Regions from separate parts of the Mus musculus genome. Here region 1 is linked to region 2. Evidence: chromatin contacts called from public HiChIP or PLAC-seq data. All regions are on one chromosome and are shown on one strand. Each heading gives the region's core, a stretch centred on a gene start, on an enhancer-like site or on the middle of the called end of the contact. The rest is flanking DNA. Distances are from core to core; before and after follow the strand shown. Region 1 overlaps Mecom (MDS1 and EVI1 complex locus). Region 2 holds the start of Mecomos (a long non-coding RNA gene).

What was found. HiChIP or PLAC-seq counts read pairs in DNA pulled down with a chosen protein or histone mark.
Region 1: an H3K4me3 HiChIP or PLAC-seq map of stem cell-derived neural progenitor cells shows a contact between it and region 2, with 34 read pairs. The contact joins the enhancer-like site here to the promoter of Mecomos in region 2. A contact is called at or near these places in 6 of 39 promoter capture datasets (the 3T3-L1 cell line, 3T3-L1-derived adipocytes, the SN4741 cell line and 3 more), 1 of 15 datasets of contacts at CTCF or cohesin (the NIH/3T3 cell line), 1 of 484 Hi-C or Micro-C datasets (nephron progenitors), 7 of 115 datasets of contacts at active chromatin or transcription factors (the NIH/3T3 cell line, bone marrow-derived macrophages, embryonic forebrain and 4 more) and 4 of 9 other capture datasets (adipose tissue, embryonic stem cells, liver and 1 more).

Annotation. Positions count from the first base shown.
Region 1 is chr3:30,184,486-30,191,576 of GRCm38.p6, reverse strand. All of the region lies in intron 2 of Mecom (MDS1 and EVI1 complex locus), which reads left to right. Among named protein-coding and RNA genes, the nearest start is that of Mecomos, 170 kb to the right of the region's middle. Within about 2 kb of position 3,301, at least 32 of the 459 cell types and tissues checked have an H3K27ac peak or open chromatin away from gene starts, as enhancers often do. A contact at or near this core is called in stem cell-derived neural progenitor cells, where this site is marked.
Region 2 is chr3:30,016,168-30,022,733 of GRCm38.p6, reverse strand. It overlaps Mecomos (a long non-coding RNA gene), which reads right to left and starts at 2,794. Exons shown (of 3, transcript XR_003954597.1): 1 at 2,594-2,794; 2 at 2,181-2,263; 3 at 1-185. All of the region lies in intron 2 of Mecom (MDS1 and EVI1 complex locus), which reads left to right.

The sequences.
Region 1 (7,091 bases), core at 2,052-4,551, 170 kb before region 2:
TTTTCGAAATGAAATACCTATTGATTAGATTTTCTTTCAGATAATAAATTCTACATGTCTACTCTGTCACTTCAATTACAGTATTTACTTGTACACAAGGAAATGTTTTTACATCTGAAATGAATATACGTTCACAATTGCACACTGTTGAGGCTCAGAGGCTCTGGCCTGCTTCTCTGAGCACTGCGTACTTCCTTCTTTTAGGAGCACCTGGCTTCTCTCCTGTTCCCCCAACAGAACTTTCTTGCTGTTGCTATTTTTCTGGCAGAGGTGGCTCTTGTCCCTCCCCTCTGTAGATCTGGCTCATTCTTCCAAACCTAGTTCTAGTAACATTTCCATTTTAAGGTCTCCTACGCGCCTTCTCTAAAGCCCCAGACCCCTCTTTTCTGACTCCTGCATATCTATTGGCACGCATCGTCGGTTCCCCTTGCACTAAGTTGCCTCTGCTTGTCATGGTGGTTCCTCAACCACCAAGTTCTCATGTTTTCCTAGTACCTGACTCAGTGATAGTCTCAGAGTGTTTCCAAACTTGGGGCTTCATGTTTTGGGCTCTGAAGTGTTGGTTCCTGACCTGTTACCTTGCCTTTCTGCTTGTGAAATCCATACAATCTCAGAGATCCTTATCTTTTTGTAGTTTCCATGAAATACTGACACCCAGCAGCTATCACACCCAGTCTCAATCCTAAGTAACACGCAAAATTGTTTTATTAGTTGTTAAAGGGAGGCTAAAAATCACCAGAGACCTGTGTGTGGACGGACGCAGTGCCTTCAGTGCCCTTGAAGGATCAGCACTGAGCGACATCTTTCTATCTCCTTCAATGGTGTCTAAAGTCAGAAGCAAAGTTTATTGGAGTTAGTGTGGTATACAGTCAAATGTGATATTCACGTTTCTTTCAGACAGATCTACCTAATACAACACTGCTGCATTAATGCTTTAGAAAACAGATGTGTTGAACTCTTAAAGGCAGCTCTAAACATGATGAAATGTGGGTGGGAGGAAGCCTTAGTGGTTCATGATGTTTACCATGAAAGCATGGTAAGCTCAAAACCCCACGAATCATGTAAATGCTGACAGAGCCGCCAGTAATTCCAGCCCTGGAGTTCAAAAACAGGGGTCCCTAGAGCAAGCTGGCTAGGGAGAGGAGCTAGGGATTTTTTTTGAGAGACAGTGCCTCATTGAATAAAAGAGATGAGGGGTGGGGTGAATCCTGACATTAACTTCTGCCCACCTCACTCCACATATAAATACATACATACACATATACACACATACATGTACATATACCACACATAATTCATACATATGCAAACATACAAATACATGTGCTTACATACATACACACCACACATACATTCACACATATAAGCACATACATACATGCATATATATATATACACATATATATGTATATGTATGTATATATATATATATATATGTATATACACACACACATACATGCATACAGAGATACCGCACACATATACATACCACTAATACATATACACACATACATATATACCGCACAAAACTTCATATATACAAACACACACATACATACCACACATATATACACATACATGTACACATATACACAAACATACATACCACACACATACATACATACCACACACATATACATACACATACATACATACTGCACATGCATATACATACTAAAATACATTCAAACATACACACAAAATCACACAAGCATACCATTCCCAAACAAACTCATGCTAATACCCCACATGCATGCATGCATATCATGCACATACATATGCACAACATACATATACATACACACTACCTGCATACACACACACACATGAAAACAGAAGAGGAATAAAAGACAGACTTTACTTACTTGTTACCACACGTTTAGAGCTTGTGTCATAACCTTTATTCAGTGTTTCTGGTTTCCCTGGCAGAGATCAAAGTCTGTCTACATCCATTTGGAATTTGGTAGCCAAACAGTGACACACTGACTTTAGTCATTGCTAGAAGTACATTCTAGCAACCATCTGAGAGTGACACAAGCTGGACCCTGCTCTGTGCTCCTGGGCCTTGCCCAGCCCTTTGCTGCTGTGATCCCTAAGCATGCTTCCATGTCTCCCTATTTACATGGCATCTCAAAGGCAGGAGAGTTATATCCTATGCATGCCACAAATCGTTCTAGACTTAGCTCTGTTTCCCAGGAAGCCCAGCTACTTGTAGTGTGAAAGCTGTTAACTGTAGGACTGATATCCACAGGCAAGCCTTGTCCTTACAGAGTGTGGTCTGACTTTGCTGGGATCAGGGAGTCAAGTAGCTGGAAACAACTATGGAAATACCCAGTGAAAAGTCCCCATAGTTGGATTGTCTGAGCAAGTTCCTCCTGGCACACGGTACCAACGGCAAGGTCCTCAGCCCCTCTTCCTGTACTGCTGGGGAAGTTTGGGCTCTGGAGTTCTAGCACGTTCAGCCTGTGGGAAGAATCCAAGACATGGAAGGCCCTGCAGTGGAGGGAGCGAGAGGGGTTGGACAATCTTTCCTGAATCCCATCTCCTTAGCTGGACCTGCGGCTTTGCCTAAGCTTCTTGAAGGTCAGTTTTTCTCACTTACCAAATAATAATTAAATATTCTTACCAGAAAGCCTCCTAAGAGAAAATCTGAGAGACGTTACTTATAAAAATTTCTTGAAACCTGTTAAAACAACTGCTTTTTTCTTTTTTTCCGAGACAGAGTTTCTCTGTATAGCCCTGGCTGTCCTGGAACTCACATTGTAGACCAGGCTGGCCTCGAACTCAGAAATCTGCTTGCCTCTGCCTCCCAAGTGCTGCGATTAAAGGCAAACAACTGCTTTTTTAAAAGGCAAACATATATAGAATATATGTATATAGTGGAGAGTAGGTGTTTGAACACCTTCAAGTCTCAAAGATCCTTTTCTTACAGAGGGCATGCATGCATCCTTTCGTCTTGGTTTGAATATTCTTATGCTCAAGTCCTTCTTGGCTGGACTGTGGCAGACACAGCATTTGTTACCTCACCAGGGTACATGTGGTTTGCTCATCTCTAAGCTAGGAACTAGGGTTCTAGAGAGGAACAGAGCCATCTATGTGAGCACTGAATACTGTGGAGAGTGCAGAGCCTCAGTTAGCCTCTGTCCTCTCCCACACCCGTGCCTCTTCTGCATGAAATAAAATCCTCCTTGCATAATGCACCAAGTTCCAGGAACACATTCCTGCAAGCCATAGAGGAGGGAGAACCACTTCCCTGTGTCATTTTGCTGGGCTGGGCTGATGTCATAGCTGTACTCCTAGCTGCCTTTTGGTCAAAAGACATTTACGTGTGTTGAAAAATCGCCAAGGAAGCCTGTTTCCTAGGATGGGAAAGAAGGCATGTTTTGTCCGTCCTCCAAGTCCTCCTTGCACAGATTACTGTCAAACCCCAGCACTTTATTTATAAAAATGCCAGCGTGCTCTGATTATTTGGCAAATGACCATGCTGCTGTCAGTGTCAAAATAGCACAGAGAATATAAAAACAACCTCCATTTTTATCATGCCTGTCACAGCTGGGAGGGCATGGAACAAGGATCCATTGTTTGAAGAGAAGCTGGAAAGGCAATACACTCAAGTTCTTTGGTGGCCTCTTGGGCAGAGGGACTGTGGTCATATTTGGTAAATGGTTTTTCTATTACAGATAGGCATAGACCTTGGCCCAAATTAATTTCTTGCTTTAGCATTGCAGTTTTGATACCTTGTTGTCTTGAGATATTCTTTGGTCTATCTGTCTGGATATCTCTGTCTCTCTCTGTCTTCTGTAGCTTCATAGATCTTCCCAGTGTTTCCAGGCCACAGGTAGATAGATCTAGCAGTGTTCTGCCTCATGGAATCCACTGTGGAATTCATATTTTGTTGTTAAATAGAACTCCCTAGTAATGGCCTTAGAAGGAAGAAAGACACACTTCTTGGGAAGAAGGAGCTGAGCACATGGTATCTATTTACTGAGCACTGATTCTGGTCTCCTGAAGCTCCTTCCTTCATAGGTCTGGATGGGGCAGTAGCACTTCCTCCGTTAGTTAGCAGTTGTGAAGCGTATGCATGAGTATCAATAACCCTGTGTCCTCAGGTTTCAGGCTCGCTTCATGCTATTATTTGTTCTTCCTGGAGAATTGTTAACCCCTTTCCCCAGACACAAGCTGTATCCTTGTATGAGCCTTTTGATGGATGAATTGGAATTATTTACTTGTAGTAGCCATTCATCAGCATTTTCTACTTTTAAGACTTTTTTTTTTTCTTTTTAAGAATAATGAATGAAACACTTCTCTAAAAAGAATTCATCATATGATCTCTTAGTTTCCACAGAGGGGACATTATTAGGTCATTTGTGGTCCATTGGAGAAAGAGCTTGAAGTGGTTTTTAATGATGGAGTTTCACACTAGAGCTTGAGAGGGGTTTCCATGGATGTGGCTAATCTAGCAATGTACATGACATGCCCCTAGATCTGTCTTGGGGATGAGTAAGCCTTAGTGTGGAAGCAGCACCCTTCTGAAAGAGGTGTACTCACTATCAAATTTGTGACATTTTGGTAGTGTTGAAGATCATTCTGGTCTAAACATCATAGTAAAGTTGAAAACATATGTACGACTAAGAGAAGACACTGTACATCTGGCTGTCAGTGTCAAGGGTACAGTGTCTTCTTCCAGACAAAAATGTCAAAGTCACTTCCAGAAAGTCTAGTGTCAGCTCAAAAATTATGGTGTTTGGCTGGGGTGTAGTTCAGTGATGCCTGATTGCCATGCTTAGCATGGACAAGGTCCTGGGTTCAGTCCTCGGGACACATAGAAAGTGAACGGAGCACGCGTGGAGAAGCCAGTATTACTTTATAAAATCATGTTAATAGCGTTGAAGGTAGATAAAGCTATATGAGCCTCCGTGGTCTAAACTGTAGGAAGCCAACCTCACTGATCAGAAAAAACAATTGCCAGTGTACTCTGCAGAAGTCCAGTTGCACTGACTTGACCTTTAATTACAGTGGCAAGCACTTGAGGTGTCTTTCCTCTTTCTACCCAGTGTAGCTATTCCTCATCGCTTCCTGAAGCTTACAACTCATTGTATCTGTGTCTGCCTGTACCTCTGCCTTTATATTGATGCTATGTGTCATGTCTGTACCCCTTGCCCTTGCTTTCCTTTCTTCCTTGTGTCCCTCTCATCTTTCTCTAGACATTGTTCTCCAACCTACCCTAGGCAGAGCTTCAGGTTTAAAGCATGCCCGGCCAAAAAATGTTCTCACAAATACCATTTTTTGATAAATTATTTTTTTTCCTTCAAGTCTAGGATTTTGAACCAAGTTACTTTCAGGACATTTATAAAAGTAAAACTATTACCTTGCATAGAACCGGAACATATTACATGATCACAAATGTAGGTATTTATCTCTCACTTGGTCACAATGGCTTCTACCTCAACCAATTTTAGCCTAAGCCTTCTTGAGACAAAAAGGAGAAACCTGAATAAAACATCTTCAGTCAGCAGTCATAATTTTATAATAAACATGTGGCTAGTAAAAGGACAGACCACATACTACCTTATAACAAATGATGTGTTTCAAGCTTACAATTATCCCCCCGCCTCCCCAGGAATCTTGAGATAGTTTCTTGGAAGTAAAAAAATCACCATTTCTTCATTCCTTTCCTCTTCTTCCCACACTAGCCAGAGCACTATGGCACAGACACATCCAGGAACGCGTGCCATTGCCCTTCCAGCTGTGTTTGCAGTGAGCGTGAGCTCTGTCATAACTACTGTCATCGTTTAGAGAAGTCATGTTCCTGCTCACACACCCTGCATTCTTCCTCCCCAGACTTTTGCCATTGCTTTTCCTTTCCCTTCGTAGGTCTTCATCTGTGCTGCCTTTCCTAGAATTCCCAAACTTTCTGGCTTGCCCAGGGGAATCCTTGCTCACTGGCTTGCCTGGGAGAGTCCTTGCTCACTGGCTTGCCTGGGGGAGTCCTTGCTCACTGGCTTGCCTGGGGGAATCCTTGCTCACTGGCTTGCCTGGGAGAGTCCTTGCTCACTGGCTTGCCTGGGGGAGTCCTTGCTCACTGGCTTGCCTGGGGGAATCCTTGCTCACTGGCTTGCCTGGGGGAATCCTTGCTCACTGGCTTGCCTGGGAGAGTCCTTGCTCACTGGCTTGCCTGGGGGAGTCCTTGCTCACTGGCTTGCCTGGGGGAATCCTTGCTCACTGGCTTGCCTGGGAGAGTCCTTGCTCACTGGCTTGCCTGGGGGAGTCCTTGCTCACTGGCTTGCCCGGGGGAGTTCTAGCTTACTGGTTTGGTTCTGGAGTAATAATTACTAACACCCATTTTCTCTTTCAAGAATGTCTTATTTGGATCATAAATTCCATGGTCCACCTATTTATATCTGCCCTTGATCTTCAGCCTTGTAAATACTCAAAAGTCCATCCTACAGATACCTATCTATCTATATAACTTCTCTTAATCCTTCAGCCCAACTCTGTGTGTCTCCATAGCTATATACTGTGAAATGCTGGACTCTCAATCCTGTTAATTTTTAGGTGATGAAACTTATACACCACAGTTGTGTCATGTAGCCTTCCTAGGTTGGTATTATTTTCCTGTGTTACATGATGGTTAGGTGCAACACATTGAATGACTTTCATACTTTCTTCCATATAGTAAATAATGGAGCTGTATTCTAATTTCCAAAATTGACCCCATTAGTTCTTCATTATTCTATCCTAGTTCTTTGTCTTCTAACCATGTGAGAATTCCTCCGCTGATGGTGAGAAAAAATGTAAATTTAGGGCAGAGAACATGGCTCAGTTGGATGTTTCTTTCCTTCTAAGCATGAGGACCTGGATTCAATTTCTAAAACATACATAAAAATATCTGGGCATGGTGATACATGCCTGTAATTCCAGTACTATAGTTGTAGAGGCAGCAGAGAGACCAGCCTAATCAGGAAGATGTAAGGCATGGGGTAAAATGACACCTGAAGATGTCCCTTAGGCATCTACATGAACGAGCACACATGAACACACTCGTATGCTCTATACCCCACACAGCCATGCACACACACACATACAGGAAC
Region 2 (6,566 bases), core at 1,545-4,044:
TTTATCTACAGATAAAATTTCTGTAACTTTGTATGCCGTCTGATTTAATGTCCACTTAGTCCAGTGACTAGATGGCTCTAAGCAGGCCAATACATGACTCCAATGTCAAAAACTCAGTAGGAGGAATTCTTCATATTTAATTCAGGCATCTGTAGATGGAGAGTGTCCCGAAGCTTTTCTTTATCCTAGGGAAATATACATCTAGATAAGGCCAAATCCTATTAAGGAAAACTAAATGACAAGAAGCACCATGTGAAACCATGCTCATGGTAAAAGTTACATTTCAGAAAGACTTTTAATGGAAAATGATAGGAATGAGTTACTTAATTGTGAAATGAGATTTTATTCATTCTTTCAGAAAGTTCTCATAGCATTATACTCAACTACAACTTGTTTTAACAGTTTACAGGTAAAGGATCAATTGGCCAGAATTTATTGATGGCAATTCCTTTGTGAAAGACCTTCTGGATGTTTCTAGAATAAAGATGGAAGGTTTTGGGTTTTTTGTTTTTGTTTTTATTTTTGTTTGTTTTTGTTTTTTTTTTTTTTTGGCTTCTTTATGACTCTTTTTGTTCAAGAGTAGAGTCAGTAAATAGAAGAGTATACATAGAAATGTTTATGCTTTTTTTTGAAACAGATACAAAATAAGTTGTTTGTAAGACCTGGCCCCTACCCTAGGTGTTTCAGTGGAAAGAGAAAGAGGGTTTGTGTATGTTTAAATACCTTCCATGATGCCTAGTAAGATCAAACATATTTTACCTAAAGGGCTTATATTTTTAATTTTCACAAAGCATTTACGACATAATTTTCACTGGGATGCTTCAAGAATCAGATATATTGATGTCAATTAGCCCCAGGATGTCTGTTATTAAGAAGGACCTCCTGTGAATAATCCTCCAGGCAGGGTGTGCTGTTGTGCAGCATGGTTCTTGCCATAGACTAGGTTACAAGCAGCTTAGAAGATGTTGGGTGAGCATGACAAACAAAGCCAACACTTCATCTCCTCAATCTATGGCTCTAGTCACTGAGTGACTGGGCCATCAGAGGCAAGAGAAGGAGCCATAGGAACCCAGTTAAAGGGTCAAGAGCATGCACTTGTGTGCTCATTTCTCTGCTATAGATCGGTATAGGAGGAAACTAAGGGAAAGGGCCTGGAAGCTGAGCTTGACGTCAAGTTGTAGAGGACATTGAATTTTGGATCAGTTTTTTTTTTTTCCACCAATAAAGTAGGATCTAGTGTAATTTTTATTTAGTTTAGTTTAGTTTGAAAAGTGTGGGTTTTTTTTGTTTGTTTGTTTGTTTGTTTATTTATCGATTTTTTGCTTTTTTTGTTTTTGGTAAAGTACATTATTACAGCCTTGTTATTTCAGAAAGATGAGTTTTCACTGTTAAAAATGCCATAGAAACTTGTAATGATAAGAATTCCACTAGGACCATTCACATGGGGAAGGAGGAGGGAGAGAGCAAATCAACTCGAACAGGTTAACAAAGCCAATGCCTGGCCACTTGGGGAAAGGGAGAAGGAAAAATTTAAAATAAGTTGCAGCAAAATCTAAACTGAGCCCAGGGAAAAGGCTGACACAGAAATGAATTTGGGGGAGAAAGTAGCAAAATGGCCAGGATTCTACTCTAAAACAACAAAAATGGAAGACATGTTTGTGGCCGAGTCCACAGACAATGAGCTATGTATCAATATGTATCAACTGATTCCTCTGGGTTGGGGGAGGGGGCTGGGGGGGGGCAGCATCAACCAGCCAATATCAACCAGCCAAGGATGGCGTTCTTTCAAATGTGTCCTCATGTTTTATCATAGTTACTCTCACAAAGACGTACAAGTTTAGTGTAGTTTACTGTGAAAAGACACCAACTGAAGGTAGCCGTGTGAGTGGCTCCATCTTCTAAATCATGGTGCTTCTTAAGGGCAAACCTGCTACGGGAGCTGGCTTTAATCCAGGAGAGAAGCCCAGTGAAGGAGAAAGGCTTTGGACCCAGCTGATACCAATCAGTAGGCAAAAAGGAAGAAGTAGGGGGTGGGGGAGAGGTAGATAAGATTTAACCTGAGGTCACCAAGGTAAAGTGAATTCCAGGCAGAGTGACAATAATTACATCAGCACTATCAACAATAGTAGTCACTTTGTATTGACCAAATGCTGTGTCCCATGCAAGATTCTACGACTTACGTTTAGTGCTTCATACGATTCCCTCACACTGGGATAGGTCTGCATTTCAATGACAAGGTCCTGCAGAAGGTTGGGCAGTAGATCTGGACAATATAAAACAAAGAAATGAGTCAAGGGTGTGCAGAAGCTGAAGATCTGTGACCAGATCATTACAGTCATTCAGATGGATGGTCCCAGGCATCCAAGTTTAGGCTCACTAAGACCAAGCACGCGTCTGGTCAGCAAATACCTCTTTAGTACTTGTTTCAGCTTAGACCCTAGGCAACAAGGGGTAAATTATACCTACCTAATTCTCGTTTTTCTGGCATGTGAAGTTTACCAGAGGACATTGTAAGTAAGGCATGCCTTTTCTGACCTGAGGGGCGGGTGTGATGTGTGGGCGAGCACGCATGCGCGCTCCTGTTCGAGCTTACCTCTTTGGGTCCCTGTTCACCTTTGTTTATAAGGCTCTCTTGCTGATTAGCCTGATTAGCAGAGGACACAGTAAATGGGAATGGAGAAGCTCAGGTGCATGCCAGACATGGACAGACATCTTCCAGGGAAGCAGAGCGAGAGCGAGAGAGCGAGAGAGCGAGAGAGAGAGAGAGAGAGAGAGAGAGAGAGAGAGAGAGAGAGAGAGAGAGTGAAAGAGAGAGAAAGAGAGAGAGAGCAAGAGAGCGAGGAGAGAGAGAAACAAAAAAAACCCAAACGAATTGTTAAAATTCTCCTCTCCCAAAGTCAAGATAAGAATTAGGGCAACTGACGTTGGAGCAGAACAAAGGATTAAAAAAGTACAGTCACACTTGCAGGCGGGACTAGCTTCCGTGTTGTGCATACGTGGGTGTTTACTTGAGTCTGGTATACAGACACATTGCAACTTACTTATTTTGACCTGTTCCCACGGAGTCAGAGCACCTCACGCTTACATTACCCAATGGATTTTCCCAACACTCTCATTATGCTGATATTATGAAACTTGCATGGAAATCAACTCAAAGGTTAAGTGACTTACCCAAAGGTACACAAGAGGAGTGGAGGCGAGGCGTGCATGCCTTCCAACTCACTCTCTCCACAGATTAGAAGGCTGAAAGCACTTTTGAGTAAGTTTCTAAAACCCTGGGGAGGACTTCGACCCTGGAGTTATTGCACACTGTGCTAAACACTGTCTTGAAAAGGCTGAATTAATTAAAATGAATAAAATAATGAAAAAGAAAAAAGCAATTCGTACAGAGTTGAGGTGAGTTCCAAACACATTAACTGCCTTAGTTCTGCTCCAGCATAGACATAAGAGAAGATTTGGCATTTTGAGAATGACCATGGTTAGTTTTCTCTAGAAACTGAAGATAGTTATAAAATGCCCTCAGTGGTATAAAAGATGCCCTTTATCCTATTGGCACAGGTGTACGTTGTGCGTTTTGTGACTCTTTGTTTCTTAGACTTGTGAGTATATATTGGCTTGTCTCTTTTTTTCCTTTTGAATGTGTTCACATCGAAAGCATCAGACAGTCAGATAAGAGAAAAAGAATGCTATTCTGTGCTCCCCTCCCACTTTGCTGTGTTTTATTAAGCTGCTTATTTATCATACGGTGTTCACTGAAACTTTAAAAGAAGCCTTTTTGTTGTGATACTTCAGCCACTCAGCATAATGGCTCAGGAAATAGATCAAAATAGCCAAGGAAAATATTTTAAATATGGCAGCTGTAGTTGAAGTTTGGGAAATAAATCTTTGAGAACAATAATTTATTCACTTGAGCTGTTGTTTCAGCAAAGTATTTCATCTTAGTTTCAGAATAGTTGCTATTCATTACTAAATATGTTTAAAAATCGAAGCAGAGAAATTGATTTCATTCTTTCCAGACATCCTAAAAAATACTCAGGTGTTAAAGTTGGGTGCTGTATCGGTAAAAGCAATCAGATAGGGATTGTGGCTATGTGGTTAATTAAAGGTAGTAGGCGCCTTCGGGGTAACTTTGCATCATGGACTTATGGAGGACTTCACACTGTAGGGACAATAACGTGGCGCTCCTTCCGAATGTGCACAGTGCTGTCCTACAAAGACATCAAGATGTGTAGGAAGTCAACCCTCCTGCAGTCCTGCCAAGCCAGACTGACCCCGGCAAATGAAAATAATCAAAAGTAATTAGAAGCGTGCTGGATGACTCCTCCGAGAGCCGAGCGGGAGAGTAAACACGCCCGAATCCTCGAGCCACTGCAAAGGCCCATGTCTGAGCTGTTAGGTGCCCTGACCTTGTCCACATAAAGATGTGATTTATGAAGTGCAGGGCACAGCAGCAGGGCTTCTGTCTTCTCCTGGAGAACCAAATTACTGAGGCGGAGATTAACATGGCTTCAGTGGAGCCTGTTTCCAGACCAGGGGAAATTTTTTATTTACCTTTTTTTTTTTTAAACCTTTAATTTCCTTTCTGTCTGTCTGTCTTTTCTTTTTTTCTCTCTCCTTTTCTTTTCTCTTTTTTCCCTTTCTTTTCTTTCTTCCTTTCTGCAGCACCGTATTGGTCAACTTAAGAAAAGGAAAAATAAATAAATACAAAGGAAGAAAGGCAGAGAGTCCCTCAGAAATGACCCAGGATCTCTCTGGAGAGCCATGCTGACAGGATGCTCTGGGGGTGCAGTCCCTTTGTGCCTATAGCTTGGTGTTTGGCTGGGCAGACTGCAAGTCTGCCTACCAGTATCCCAGAATTCAAGTTCAAGTTTGTGACATACTTCCCTGATAAAGCAGCATAAATAATTAAAGTCAAATGGAACATTCGTCACATCGGCTCCCTTGGCTTTCTGATCTAGTTTCTGCACCTGTGCATTGAATTTTATTCAAATTTCATGGAACAAAAAGATTTAAAAGATCTGATAGGTGGTAAGAATTTGGAGGAGTCGGAGGGAAGGAAAATGGGGTAGCAATTGTAGAGGAATCAGCGACACATCTCTTGAGTCCCAAAATAATACTGAAATTTTCTTACCTGTGTCTCACTTAAGCTTAGGTGAAAGTCTGACCACTTCCCACATTGCCACTGTGCCGTGGAGAGAAAGCATTGATTTTCTTTTTAAACACACATCAATATCTATACACAAAGCTAATTTAATTAGCAAGCAGTTATTGTTCAGCCAAATGTCAATTTCTCAAATTATTTCATGCTTCCCAACTGTATGAACGGTATGAAGCAGGATTTCACAGATAGTCTGTGAAGGAGAGACTGCATATGAGATGCCCCCCCCCCCAAAAAAAAACAAAAAACAAAAAACAAACCCATACATTTGCTTGGTGTTAGAAGAAAAAAAAAAGTCAGACTTGGAGTTCAATGGCTGCTTAGCCACCCCAAGAACCCAGAGCTGCAGAATTAAAAAGACTATACTTAGGCTGAGGTTATAAAGGGCCTTCCTCTATAAACTCAAAACATAATGTCAGGGTGAATGGGAGCCTACTTTATTAACTTTATGGTATTGAAAACTGCCAGCAAGTTGTCTTGTTTTTAAATACCGTCCTCTGCAGAGTGTTACAGGGCCGTTTGTCCACAGGAAGCCATTAAAAGTGGACAGTGCAGTCATTTCATCTGGCTTTCTGTGGACTGCTTTTCTTTCTTTTAATGATGTGCTGGCATGTACCATGCCCATAGGGCCTCCATTAGCTGGACTCTTGCTTCTGGGACAACCCTGAAGTTTAAGGCTTAAAAGAGGCATCGGTTTACAGTCCTGTGGGAATCACTTGGATACTGGGGCGCTGACTTATTACCGCTTTAACTAATATATTGACTTATTTTAAATAAACAGTTATACCATGAAGGCAGAACCCATGGCCTTATTGGAAATCTTTGGGCCTTTTAAAGATTCTGCAGTCCTTGCAGCCTAGGGAGGAAGGGAAAGGATTGCGGAGGGTTTATACCCATTTCAAACCTGGAAGAAAATGCATTAACCCCTCCCACCCCAGCCTGGCCATCAACCAGTGTGTGACTCCTAGAAAATCTACCCACTCTGCTCAAACTGAGAATTTCCCAATGTTGTCTTCTTGGTAAACAACAATTAAGAGCAATAAAGAAAAGAAGCGTGCCATGGCTAGTACTGAAAAGCGGTTTAAAAGTATGATTATTTAAGAAAAAAAAATCTGATCGCTACTCTGTAAAAATCTGATCGCTACTCTGTTGCATGCATTCTCAAAGCCATACATTGCTTAAAGCCGCCTCCTGCCTTCCACTACCCTGGTAGTTAGATCAACTTTCCTGATCCGGGCTTGCAAACTAAAGCTGGTTCGAGATTAAGGTAAAACCATTATTTGTAATAGTCTATTGCAAGGGCGGTGCTAAACTCTGCAGAACAGGCGTATTCCTGATCACTGTGGAGCAGAAAGCAGCTTTGCAGTGGCTTAATTTGTAGCTGGTAACTACTGTAAACAGATTTCTC